2 separate regions of the Sus scrofa genome follow, and region 2 is linked to region 1. The links are chromatin contacts, called in public promoter capture Hi-C maps. All regions are on one chromosome and are shown on one strand. Each heading gives the region's core, a stretch centred on a gene start, on an enhancer-like site or on the middle of the called end of the contact. The rest is flanking DNA. Distances are from core to core; before and after follow the strand shown.

Region 1 (6,645 bases), core at 897-3,396:
TGGCGCAGTGGTTAACAAATGCGACTAGGAACCATGAGGTTGCGTGTTCCGTCCCTAGCCTTGCTCAGTGGGTTAAGGATCTGGCTTTGCGGTGAGCTGTGGTGTAGGTCACAGACTTGGCTCGGATCTGGCGTTGCTGTGGCTCTGGCGTAGGCTGATGGCTACAGCCTGGATTAGACCCCTAGCCTGGGAACCTCTATACGCCTCATGTGCAGCCCTAAAAAAGACACAAAGACAAAAAAAAAAAGAAAGAAAGAAAGAAAGGGTAAGGGTAGCTGGAGAGGTTCTATGTTGATACGAATATTTTGGAGAGAAGATAAACTGAAAGCAAAACAACAATAGGCAAGAAAGAACGGATCCAACACGAGATTAAATAAATAAAGGTTCACAGATACTACAGCACTAATAGCAATTAACTATAGAGGATTAATAGCGCCCATTTATAACTACATGTTTTTATTTTCTTTTTAGGGCAGCACCTGCAGCATAAGGAAGTTCCCAGGCTAGGGGTCAAATCAGAGCTGCAGCTGTGGCCTACACCACAGCAATGCCAGATGTGAAGCACATCTGTCACCTACACCACAGCTTGCAGCAACGAGGGATCCTTAATCCACGGAGCGACACCAGGGATCCAACCGCATCCTTATGGACACTAGCCGGGTTCTTAACTCGCTGAGCCACAATGGGAACTCCGCTAACTACATATTTGTAAAAGCACATTACATTACATTATACCATCACACTCCCACCCCCAAATTTACGTGACTGGGACAGGGGCCACGAAAAAATTGCTAACTGTGATAATCTACGGGTGGTAGAATGGTTTAGAATTTTAAAATGTATTTTTTAAAGGTTTTTTCCAAACATGCAAAGAGAGTATTTACATCTCATTGGTTCCAGTAAAAAAGTTACAAAAGCCATTTTATTACACAGATCACGTAAAAAAAGAAACAAAAACCTCACCAGAACATACAAATAAACGAAAACAATAAACCTCTTCTATAACGCCCGAAATAAGCACTAGCAGCACCCCGCTATGTTATTCTTCTCTGATAAGGTGACGTCCAAACAAAGATGCGGGCTGCAGAACGCTGTGAGAACGCGTTCCGGGAGGAGGGAGCAGGCAGCGCAAAGGCCGAGAGGTGAGACGGCTTTGGCATTGAAGAGGTCAAGCGGGCTAGGGCAGCAGGCTGAAGATTCTGAACAGTCTGGAGGCCCCGCTAAGCAGCTCGATGCTGCGCCGTGCGGATCTCCGGCTGACTGGCTGGACAAGCCACTTGCCCTGGGCACCTTTTCCCACACCTGCGGGGGAACACCCCGCACGAAGAAGCAAAGCGGCATCATCCCCATCCCGTGAAAGGGCTCAAACGTCGAGTCCGAGGAACATATAAAAAGAAAGCACCCGCCCCAAAGCTGACTCGAATCTCGCGCAAGAAAAACAATGCGAAGCGCCCCGCGGTCTGCTCCCACTGAGGAACCGGCCGGCCAGCAACGGGCCGTCAGCGCCGCCCGTCCGCCCCGTCACCCATCACGACGGGCCAGTCCCCGCGCCGAGCCAGCCCCGTCCCACGGCCCACCGCGCGGGGCCTCCCTCCCCGGAGCCCGTGCCCCTGTCCGGAGCCTCCAGGGAGGACCGAGGCCGGGACATAGGCCACACGAGCCCCGACTCGTCATCCCTGCCGCGCCCACACCTACCCGGGGCCTGCCTGCTCCTCCGCGTCGAACTGGGGCTGGGGTCTGGGTCCTGGAGGCGCCGTTCCGCTCGAAACATCCGGGACCTGGGCGGAGGAAGCGGCGGCGCGCCTGCTACGGCGAGCCGGAAGGAACGCACGCCCGCAGCTGCGCTTTGGCGCCCGGCATGACGTCGGATGAGAGGGAGGAGTCGAGACGGCCAGAAAGGCTAGAGAGGCAAGGCGACGAGGCGGGCCGATGGGCCGGCGGCGGGCCAGGCGCGGGGTTTGTGGAGAGTGCAGGTTGCGTGAGGGGAGCTCTAGCGGCGACGGCGCGGGCTGCGTGTGCCCATCTGTCCCCTCCGGAGCGCCTTTTGAGCTCCGGCTGTAGGCCCGGGAGGATAGCTCGGAACCCCGATGGGTCGGGCCGGCCAGCCTGGGAGGAAGGGTCGGCTGCGGGCTCTGGTGCTTGCGGACGCCCTGGGCGGGGCGAGGGGCGGGAAAGTGGGCTGGCCTCGTGGGAAGAGCTGTGTGCTGGGCCGGGTCCTGCAGGCGGGGAAAGAAGGGCTGGGACCTGAGGAGGAGGGGCGGAAAGGGGCGGGGGTAGAGGAAAAGCATCCCTCTGGAACAAAGTGGCACTGGACCGCAGCCTCACAGTACATGCAAAAGTGAACTAAAAATGGATGAAAGACTTCAATGTAAGTGCTAAAATTACAAAACACTCAAAAGGAAACAGATGCAAATCTTCAAGATCATGGATTCGGCGGTGGTTTCTTAGATATGACAACAAAACCCCAAATAACAAAAGAGTAAATAGATATGTTGGACATCATCGAAATTTAAAACTTTTGTTCTCCAAATGACAGCATGAAGAAAAGACAACCCACAGAATGAGGGGAAAAATTCGCAAATCATAAACTGTTAAGGGACTTGTATCCGGAATAAAAAACTTATACAACACGGAGTTCCCATTATGGCTCAGTGGATTAAGTACCTGACACTGTCTCTGTGAGAATGTGGGTTTGATCCCTGGCCTTGCTCAGTAGGTTAAGGATCTGGCATTGCTGTGGCTGTGGCATAGGCCTGCAGCTGCAGCTCTGATTTAACCCCCATCCTGAGAACTTAGATATGCTGTAGGTATGGTGGTAAAAAGAGAAAAAGGGGGGGGGCAGATAATAAGTATTGACAAGGATGTGGCAAAATCAGAACCCTCAAACACTGCTGGTGGAGATTTAAATTGACAACCATTTGAAAAAATGGTTTTGGCAGTTCCACAAGAGTTAGGAATTGACATATCACCCAGGAATTCCATCCCAAGTCTATACCCAAGATAATTAAAAACACGTATCCACACCTGAAAGTATGTATGAAAATATTCTTAGCAGCATTATTCATAATACCCAAGGAATAGAAACAACCCAAATATCCATCAGCTAATTAATAAATGAACAAAATGTGGCATAGCCATGTAATGGAATACTACTCAGCCAAAAAAAAAAAAAAAAGAAAATGAAATACTGACACAGCTGCAACATAGGTGAACCTAGAAAACATTAAGTGAAAGAAGCCAGGCACAAAAGGCCGCATATCATATGACTCCATTTATATAAAATGGACAGAATAGGCATCCACCATGACTGTAGGTGGATGTGGGGGGTTCAGTTTGGAGGGTGATGAAAAGGTGAAATGAGGTAGTGCTGATGGTTGCACAACTTTGTGAATTTACTAAGCACTGAATTGTGCCCTTTGAAAGGATGAGTTCTAGGAGTTCCCTGGTGGTCTAGTGGGTTAAGGATCCAGCATTGTCACTGCTATGGCTTGAGTCACTGCTGTGGCACGAGTCACTGCTGTGGCACAGGTTCAATGTCTGGCCCAGGAACTTCTATGGGCCATGGGCCCGACCAAAAAAGAATTTTCTTTCTTTTTTATGACAGCAACTGCAGCATGTGGAAGTTCCCAGGGGTTGTCGAGTCAGAGCTGCAACCGTTGGCCCCTGCCTCAGCCACAGCAACCCCAGATCCAAGCTGCATCTGGGACCTACATGGCAGCTTGCAGCAGGTGTATTCCTAACCCACTGGGCAAGGCCAGGGATCATCCTCACCAACACTATGTCAGTTTCTTAACCTGTTGCGCCACAATGAAAATGCCCACATTTTTTTTTCAATTAAAAAAAAATGCTTAAATGATTTTCCCACCATCTTCCTGGATGGCTAGTTCCTATGCACATCTTACACTCTGGCCGCCATTGGAATCTGCAGGGCGGCCAGGACAGCTGATATGGAGGGCCACTGAGCTCCTCCTGAGCCAGGAGGGCAGGGAGAGGTGGTGCTAGCTCAAGCTTTGCTTGCCTTCCTGCATCTCAGGGATACAGTGCTTTCTGTCTAAATCAGCCAGTCATCACCAGTTGCCGACAACTGAGACCCTGACTATGCAGACCCCTGACTCAACATTTTCCTGAGTGGGCTTCCACACTTGGGGAAGAAGCAAGGAACCCAGTAAAAAGCCGGCCTCAAGGTCGGGTTTGTTCCCTGGTGTTCTTCAGAGTCGGGGAACAGGCACTGTCTGGTAGGGATCCAATTCTGGTTGTTTTTGTTTTTTTGTTTGTGGTTTTTTTTTTTGTTTTGTTTTATTTTTTTGTCTTTTTAGTGCCTCACCCACAGCATGTAAGTTCCCATGGTGGCCAGAGTATAAATTTAAAATTGGGGCTGTAGCCACCATCCTACACCACTAATACCACAGCTCACAGCAACACTGGATCCTTAACCTCACTGAGTGAGGTCAGGGATTGAACTCACATCCTCGTATATACTAGTCGTGTTTGTTACTGCTGAGCCACAATGGAAACTCCAGGGATCCAATTCTGAACCACCTCTATGGAGGGCAAGAACTGTCAAAATGAGGTAGCCATTAGAAACCCATTAGAACACCAAGCCTGCATCTGGGAACACTCACATATGTGGACAAGGATGTATAAGGATAGTCAGTGCATAAAATAAAATATTGGACAAATGTCCACCAGCAAGCTGAGTAGTGTGGACCATGTACACAGAATGATGTAGACTTTTTGTGATGACAGATATGCTGAGAAAGGCCACCATTTGTGTAAGGAAAGGGTCAAACATGATCATATACACAAAGCTTTCTGGAAGGAACTGCAAGAAAAAAGTAAGAGGAGGGACCTATAGAGAGGTACTGGGAATGAGGGAAGGAAGGCACCTTCTTTTCTGTGTACTCTGATTGTTTCTCCAAGAACATGTATTACTTTAAAATATCACATACCCATGGATCCTCCAAAGTGACTTAACTGAGTCACCCACTGACTGCCTGGAGTCAAAACTGGGAACTAACAGAGCGGCTTGATTTAACCCTGAAACCAAGACCATGGAGCCTTTCCTGGAAAGAAGCCCACAATGCCATCTGTTTTTAGGTTACTTTCTGGCCTGGGAAGTGACTTCAAAAGCCCCATCACAGGTAAAATTAACATGCTGAAAGCCAACCCCCAGTATTTCTCCTTCAAGTTCATCCTGTTCCCGATCACCCCTCCTGTTGACGTGATCCATTTCATCAAGTTCTCAAATCCAAAGCCCAAGTCAGCCTTAAGCCCTCCCTCCTGTCCCAGCTCCAGACCACTGGGCAGAAGCAGGCACTACTGTTTCTCTGACCCAAAGACACACCTCACTCGGCCTATCCACCACCATGGTGCCTCCCTGATTCTACTCACCCTGCCCCATCTGTTCTCTGAAAGGGAGTGGTCTCTAGGAAGAGATCTGTCCGGCTCCGCTGTGCACACGTATGTGCAACATACATCACACATGCACACATACCCATGCACTCACAGCACCAACAATTACACACACACACACAGCACTTGCACACTACATGTGCATACACAGGGGTACATACATACCCCACAGCACATGCATGCATGCATCACTTGCACACCTGTACCCATGCATGCATCTTGCCTACGATTACACAATGGTAAATACACATGCACAGACCACTTACATATCGCATGTGTATACACATGGGTAAGCACATACCACACAGCATATGCACACATACATTACATGTGCACACATGTAGCCATGTAGGCATAGCACACACACCAATTCTCCACTTGAAACCCTCCCACACCTTTTGCAGCCAACCTGCTGACTGCCTGCCCACCACCTGGTCCCCTCTTCCTTGCTAACAGATCACTTCTCTTGGGCAGTGCACCACTTCATACAAAGTGTTTCCCTGCCTCCCTTCCAGACATGACCACGTGTCACACAATGAGGGAAAGAAGTTGCTGTCCATGCTTCCAGGAGAGCTCGCTAAGGGACACATTCAACGACGTGCATCTTTTTCCTGCCCTCATTCCTCTTGTCTGGAACATGGGCAGTACCAAGGATGGATGGATGGACCAGGATGAAAACTACATGCTGAAGAGGGCCAGGTGGACACACAGAGGACTAGGTTCTCCAGCACTGGCAACCGCTGCCCCTGGCCTGACCACTGCCCTGTTCTGTTCCTGTCTGTGCCACTTGCCTGGTTACTGAGCCCCATCTTGACAGCCTCACAGCAAATCCTGCCAAGAGCCTCTCGATGCCCTGCCCACTGGCACACGCACTCGCCAGGTGACCGGTCCCAGGGCTCCCAGGAAGGCGGGGCTGCGTCTGTTGCTAACACAGCGCATGGGGCTCCTTTCATCTCTCTCGATGAAGGGCAAGCAAGAAAAAGGTAAAAGAAGTGACTAAGTAAAGTCTGTACTTATTTAATAAGAAAATCGCTTCTTTAAAAAAATAACGTCTTTACATGCTGAGGTGTATGTAGTCAACGCGTGAGCTGAAAATAGATTCCCAGCAGGTTCTCCCTGTGATGAAAACTCCAAATGATGCAGGTCTCAAGATCCTGAGGTTAGGAGGCCACTCGGAGGCTCTCAGGTCTCGGTGAGGCACACAGCCAACAGCAGGCTGGCAGGTCCTGGCGT
Region 2 (5,944 bases), core at 81-2,580, 200 kb after region 1:
CTGCCCAAAGTGACTAAACACCCTCTAGGGTGATTACCTAAGACATGTTTGATTTGAAAAGAACACATCTGTATCCCAGGTCCACCCTTCAGTTTTAAGAGACAGTGAAACCAGCCCTAAGAACGCTACCTCTAAGAGCAAGGCCAGGGTCTGCACGAAGTCAACTGGCCTCCAACTGATTGGCAACTTCACCTCCAGCCTGTATCTGTCAAACTCATCCGATTAACACAGGATAGGGGAGGAGTCTGGGGCGGGGGATGGGGGGGAGTCAAGCCGGCAAAATACTGGCGCTCCACACAGACCGCTGGGGGTATAGAACTCTTGGGGTCCAAGAAGTTCCTAACTGCGGCATCAGCGTGCGGCGTTTCGGGCTGCCCTCCCACCACACCGAACTGTGGGAGCGCGGAGGGCCCAGAGACCTGGTCAGGAGAGGCCCAGGGCCCGGGCAGCCCCCATTGCCCAGGGTGGCAACTGCAACCCAGCGACAAGGGTGAGAGGTCGCGGGGCGCTGCGGGAGCAGAGACGGTTACCTCCGGCGACAGACGCGGCACGCAGCTCCAGCCAGTGCCTTAGGGCAGGTTTCACCATCCCCCCCCCACAAAAGCCAGGAGGATGCGGGGACAGGGGAGGGGGGGTGTCCCCCAGATCCCCGATGGCTCCAGAAAACCCCTTTTCAGTCCTGGCCATCAAGTCAACATCAGACGAAATCAAGCGGGCGAGGGAAGGGGAGGACCGGCGGGTGGGGGGTGGAACCGACCTGTCGATGAGGATCTTGTGGTCCCCCATCCAGGGGATGAGGTGCTGTCCCTGTTCCTGGGCCAGGGCCCGCTCGTCATCTCGGAACAGTTTGCAGGCATAGCCGAAGACCAGCAGCTCCACTCGGTTCCCCCCACCGCCGGCACCGCCGGGCCCGGCCTCCTCCTTCACGCCGCTTTTCCTCTCGGTTTTGGCGCGGCCTCCACTAGCGCCGTACATGACAGCGTCCCCGGCGTCCAGGCTGGTTGTCTTCTGCGCCGCGCCGATATCCCCGATGCCTCCGCCTGGCCTACCCCCTCAGTCAAAAGCGCCGCATCCCGGCCCCAACCTCGACACCGCCGCCATAGCGGGCAACAAAATGGAGGGAGCGCAACTTCCGGAGAGGGGCGTCCCTACTTCCGGCGAGCAGACTCGGCAGATTCGCTCTCTCACCGGAGCCGTTTGCGCCGCTAGAAAATATTTGTCTTGAGCCTTTCGCATTCGGAGGCGCCACCACGTTAGGGGCTGTTGTTATCAGGGAAGAGCGGGTTTTTAGTGTTGATTTTCTCAGACGGCCGTCCGGAGCGGTAGCGAAAGCGCGGCGTCGGATTCCGCGCCGCCTGCAACCGGGCAGGTCCCCGCGCTGGGCGGAAGGAGGATGGGTGTTTAGGACCCGTGAGCGGCTTGGTGGGGCGGATACTCTCCGCTCCTGGGCGAGGTTTCCTGTTCCCTGCCGCCGGCTCCGGCCCTGGACCCATGCGCGCTGGGGCGGGGGTGTTATTTCGGGTGCCCTGGGGCCTTGGGGCCGTGAGGATGGGGGCTCTGGGGCCCAGAGGCCGTGGGGTCTGGGGCTCTGGGGCCGGGGTACCATGGGATCGGGTGCTCTGGGGGCTGGAGGCCGTGGGGTCGGGGGCTCTGGAGCCCAGGGCACCGACAAGGCCCTGGGATGAGTCACATGGCTTTTCTAAGCCCTGGTCCTGGGGGTCACGCTCCCTGTCTCGCTTCCCTCGGAAGGTTTCCTGAGTGTAAGTCAGAAAGCTTAGTAAGTCGTGAAGCTCCTCGTGGTGATGGATCTTGGGGTCCTGGGACCCCCATGGGAGAAAAGTGTTGAGGGGAGGTGGTGGGGACCCAGTTCTTTGATGCCAGTCAGTTGGATGCCGGGTGACTTGGCTAGGTAGTTCCTCTTTGGCGTCGGTTTTCTTCTATTTTCTTTTTGCTTTTTTTATTTGTATTTTTAGGGCCACACCTGCAGCTTATGGCGGTTCTCATGCCAGGGGTGGAATCGGAGCTGTAGCCTCCAGCCTACGCTGCTGCCTCAGCAACGCCAGATCTGAGCCGCGTCTGCAATCAAACCACAGCTCTTGGCAAGACTGGATCCTTAACCCACTGAGCGAGGCCAGGGATAGAACCTGCATCCTCGTAGATACTAGTCAGATTCCTTTCCTCTGAGCCACAACGGGAACGCTTGGCCTCGGTTTTCCACCTGCGGTTCCATTAGGAGCTTTCCAGCTCTTTTAGCTCAGCCTCCAAAGTTCGGCCTCAGTCAAGGGGCCAGCTTGCAAAGGCACTGACTTAGGGACCAGAGCTCCATTTCTACTCTGGGGCCAAAATCTCTGGGGGTGAGATAGTCATTTGCCTTTGCGGGCCATGTTCCTTCTCCATAAAATAATGACACGCCTTTCTGCTAGTAAGGTTGAACTGAGATAAGGTATATAATAAACGTTAATAGGTTTTAAAAGATTAAGCCACAGGTGGTTTCCTCTCTAGGGGCCTTCCCTCTTCTGATTTCTCTGGCTGGGTCACCCTTCTGGCTTTTCATGTGACAGGCTCTTCATCCAGATCCAGCTGTTAACTCAGACTGGCTGTAGCTGTCTACGCTATATAGAGTTTTCCTTCACTGTTTCTCTCTGCCTTTGCAGCACTCCCCAGCACCCCTGTTACACACTGCGAGTAGCCCCTCGTTAGGATTAGCTTCAGGGGAGCAGGGTTTTGTTGGGATCACCCGAGCATCCCCAGTGTCTAGAAAAGCCTGGCACACAATGGGCCAAATACTGATCCATATCTGTAGAATAAGTGGCCCAGGAGCTGAGCATGACCAGGCAAATGTCTTCCACCGAGGAGATCTGCTGTACCTCCCTTGGTTACTTGATAAGCCCCCCTCTTGGTTACTCCTGAACATGTGCTGATCTTGGGGTTGCTAGGCTCACCTGGCAATTTCCTTGGTTTCCGGAAGTGGGATAAGGCCCTGAGTTAACTCCCAGTCCTCTTCTCTTTCTGAGTCTCAGTTTTCTCATCTGTAAAATGAGGATAGTTCAGCATTCTCTGCTTCAGAAGGCTGTTGGAGATCTTGAATCTAATTATGTATGCCAGGGTGTCTAGTGATCTACCCCAACTGTGTTTCTAGGGGGTTCCCCTGTGGCACAGCAGGTTCAATATCTGGCATTGTCACTACAGTGGCTCAAGTCACTGCTGTGGCTTGAGTTTGATCCCTGGCCTGGGAACTTCCATGTGCCATGAGCATGGCCCAAAAGAAAAACAAAATTGTTTTTTTAGACCATAGCAATGGAAGGATATAGGATGGAGTAAGTCTAATCTGGTGGATAGATGACCAGCTGAGAGGGTATATAAGCAGCCAGGGAGAGGGTGGGAGCCAGGCCAAGGGTGGGCTGATCTCTAAGTAGAGGCCTGGGGTGAGATAAAGCAGAGCATTTTCAAGGAGTCAGATTCAGTTCAGTGGCTGGAGCACAGAAGTAGCAGAGGAGGGGAGTGGTAGCAAGAATTAAGGCTGGAAAGCACAGTTCCTTCTTTGGCTCAGCAGTGACACTGACTACTGTCCATGAGGATGCCATTCAATCCCAGGCCTTGCTCAGTGGGTTAAGAATCTGGCTTTGCTATGACCTACAATGTAGGTCGCAGACACAGCTTGGATGCGCTGTGGCTGTGGCTGTGGCCGGCAGCTACAGCTCCCGTTCAACCCCCTAGCCTGGGAACTTGCATATACTGCAGGTGCAGCCCTAAGAAAACCAAAAACAAAAAAACAAAAAAACAAAAAAAACAAAACCTGGGAGGCAGGCAGGGCAAAATCATGTAGACTTTGGGGAGGAGTGTGGACTTGCTTCTAAGGGCAGTGGGAGCCATGGAAGCTTGGTTGTTGGGAGGAGTAGGAGGTGGGGGAGGGGGAATCAGGTGTTGGGCTAGCTCAGTGATTTTTGAACTGTGGGTTGCAGTCTAGTAGTGGTTATAAAATCAATTTAGAGGCTCATAAACAGCACAAAAACATGAAGAGAAAATAGACTGGTTCTTTGCATTCTGAGATGAATTTTAGGGTTAGCTTGTCAAATTGTTGTCTGAAACCTTCAAGTGTTTTGGGTGGGGTTACTTGGGAATAGTTGACGTCGCAGTATTTGCCCTTCCACTCTACTAAAATCTCATAGTTTTCTGATATCCTCTGTAAAGATCATACACACGTTTTGTTAGATTTATTTTTTATTTTTTTGATGCCATTATTGTCTGTTTTAAAATTCCACTTGCAAATTGTTTGTTGCTAGGAATACAAATTTAAAAGACATTTTGGGAGTTCCCATTGTGGCTTGGTGGTAACAAACCCTATGGATATGGGTTTGATCCCTGGCCTCACTCAGTGGGTTAAGGATCTAGTATTGCTGTGAGCTGTGGTGTAGGTTGCAGACGCAGCTAGGATCTGGCGTTGCTGTGGCTGTGTGGTGGTGTAGGATGGCACATGCAGCTCAGATCAGACCCCTAGCCTGGGAACTTCCATATGCCACACATGCAGCCCTAAAAAGCCAAAAATAAAAGTAAAAAAATTTTGTTTCAGCTGCCTTGCTCAATTTCATTACTTCTAGTTATCTGTAGGTTGGTTCGGACTTTCAACATATACAATCATGGTTTGTACGTAATACCCACATCATTCCTCCTTTTTAATCCCTGCAATTTCTCTCTCTCCCTTTCTGGTCCTTATTACTTTTTTTTCACTTTCTCCTTTCCTGCTGTTAACACCTCTGGCCCAATGGAGAAAGCACGCTGTAGTTGTAGGCACTCTTGCCTACTCCTGGTCTCATTGTGAAAGTTCCCACCTCTGCCATTCAGGGCATGGTGTGTGGTATAGGTTCTTAGAGAAATAACCTTCATCAGATTAAGAATATACCCCTGGGAAGAGGTAAAATTGTCATTATATGCAGATAACATGATTCTATATATAGAAGGCCCCCAAGACTCCACAACAAAAACTACCAGAACTGATAAACTAATTCAGTCAGGTAGCAAGGTATAAGATTAATGTACAGAAATTGGTTGCATTTCTTTAACAATGAAATATCAGAAAAGGAACGTTAAAAAAAAAAAAAAAAAAAAAAAAACCAAAAAAACCAGAGTTCCTGTCGTGGTGTAGTGGTTAACGAATCCGACTAGGAACCATGAGGCTGCGGGTTCGATACCTGCCCTTGCTCAGTGGGTTGATGATCCGGCGTTGCCGTGAGCTGTGGTGTAGGTTGCAGAAGCGGCTCGGATCCCGCGTTGCTGTGGCTCTGGTGTAGGCCAGTGGCTACAGCTCCTATTGGACCCCTAGCCTGGGAACCCCCATATGCCGTGGGAGCGGCCCAAGAAATAGCAAAAAAGACAAAAACAAACAAAAACAAAAAACAACCCTCTTAAAATTGCACCCCCCAAAAAATCCTTAGGAATAAACCTAAGGAGGCAAAAAACTTATATCCCGAGAACTATAAAACATTAATGAAGGAAATTGAAGATGATTCAAAGAAATGGGAAGATATCCCATGCTCTTAGATTGAAAGAATTAATACTATTAAAATGGCTATACAATCCAAAGCAATCTACAGATTTAATGTAATCCCTATAAAATTACCCATGACAGGAGTTACCGTTGTGGCTTGGTGGTTAACGAATCTGACTAGGAATCATGAGGTTGAGGGTTTGATCCCTGACCTCGCTCAGTGGGTTAAGGATCTGGTGTTGCCATGAGCTGTGGTGTAGGTCACAGACACAGCTCAGATCCCACATTGCTGTGGCTCTGGTGTAGGCCGGCAGCTACAGCTCCTATTTGACCCCTAGTCTAGGAACCTCCATATGCTGCAGGTGTGGCCCTTGAAAAGACAAACAAAAAAACCCATGATATTTTCCACAGAACTAGAATAAATAATCCAAAAACTTAAATGGAACCATAAAAACCCAC

The links. Promoter capture Hi-C pulls out the DNA fragments that hold promoters and counts their contacts.
Region 2: a contact with region 1 is called in a promoter capture Hi-C map of fetal liver, with 3 times the contacts expected there. The contact joins the promoter of SFSWAP here to the promoter of EP400 in region 1. A contact is called at or near these places in 1 of 5 promoter capture datasets (fetal liver) and 1 of 2 datasets of contacts at active chromatin or transcription factors (alveolar macrophages).

What each region holds. Positions count from the first base shown.
Region 1 is chr14:23,394,170-23,400,814 of Sscrofa11.1, forward strand. It overlaps EP400 (E1A-binding protein p400), which reads right to left and starts at 2,147. Exons shown (of 52, transcript XM_013982740.2): 1 at 1,696-2,147. PUS1 (tRNA pseudouridine synthase A, mitochondrial) reads right to left here. Exons shown (of 6, transcript XM_001928590.5): 6 at 6,406-6,645.
Region 2 is chr14:23,592,922-23,598,865 of Sscrofa11.1, forward strand. SFSWAP (splicing factor, suppressor of white-apricot homolog) reads right to left here and starts at 1,331. Exons shown (of 18, transcript XM_003132856.4): 1 at 758-1,331. The coding sequence starts at 975.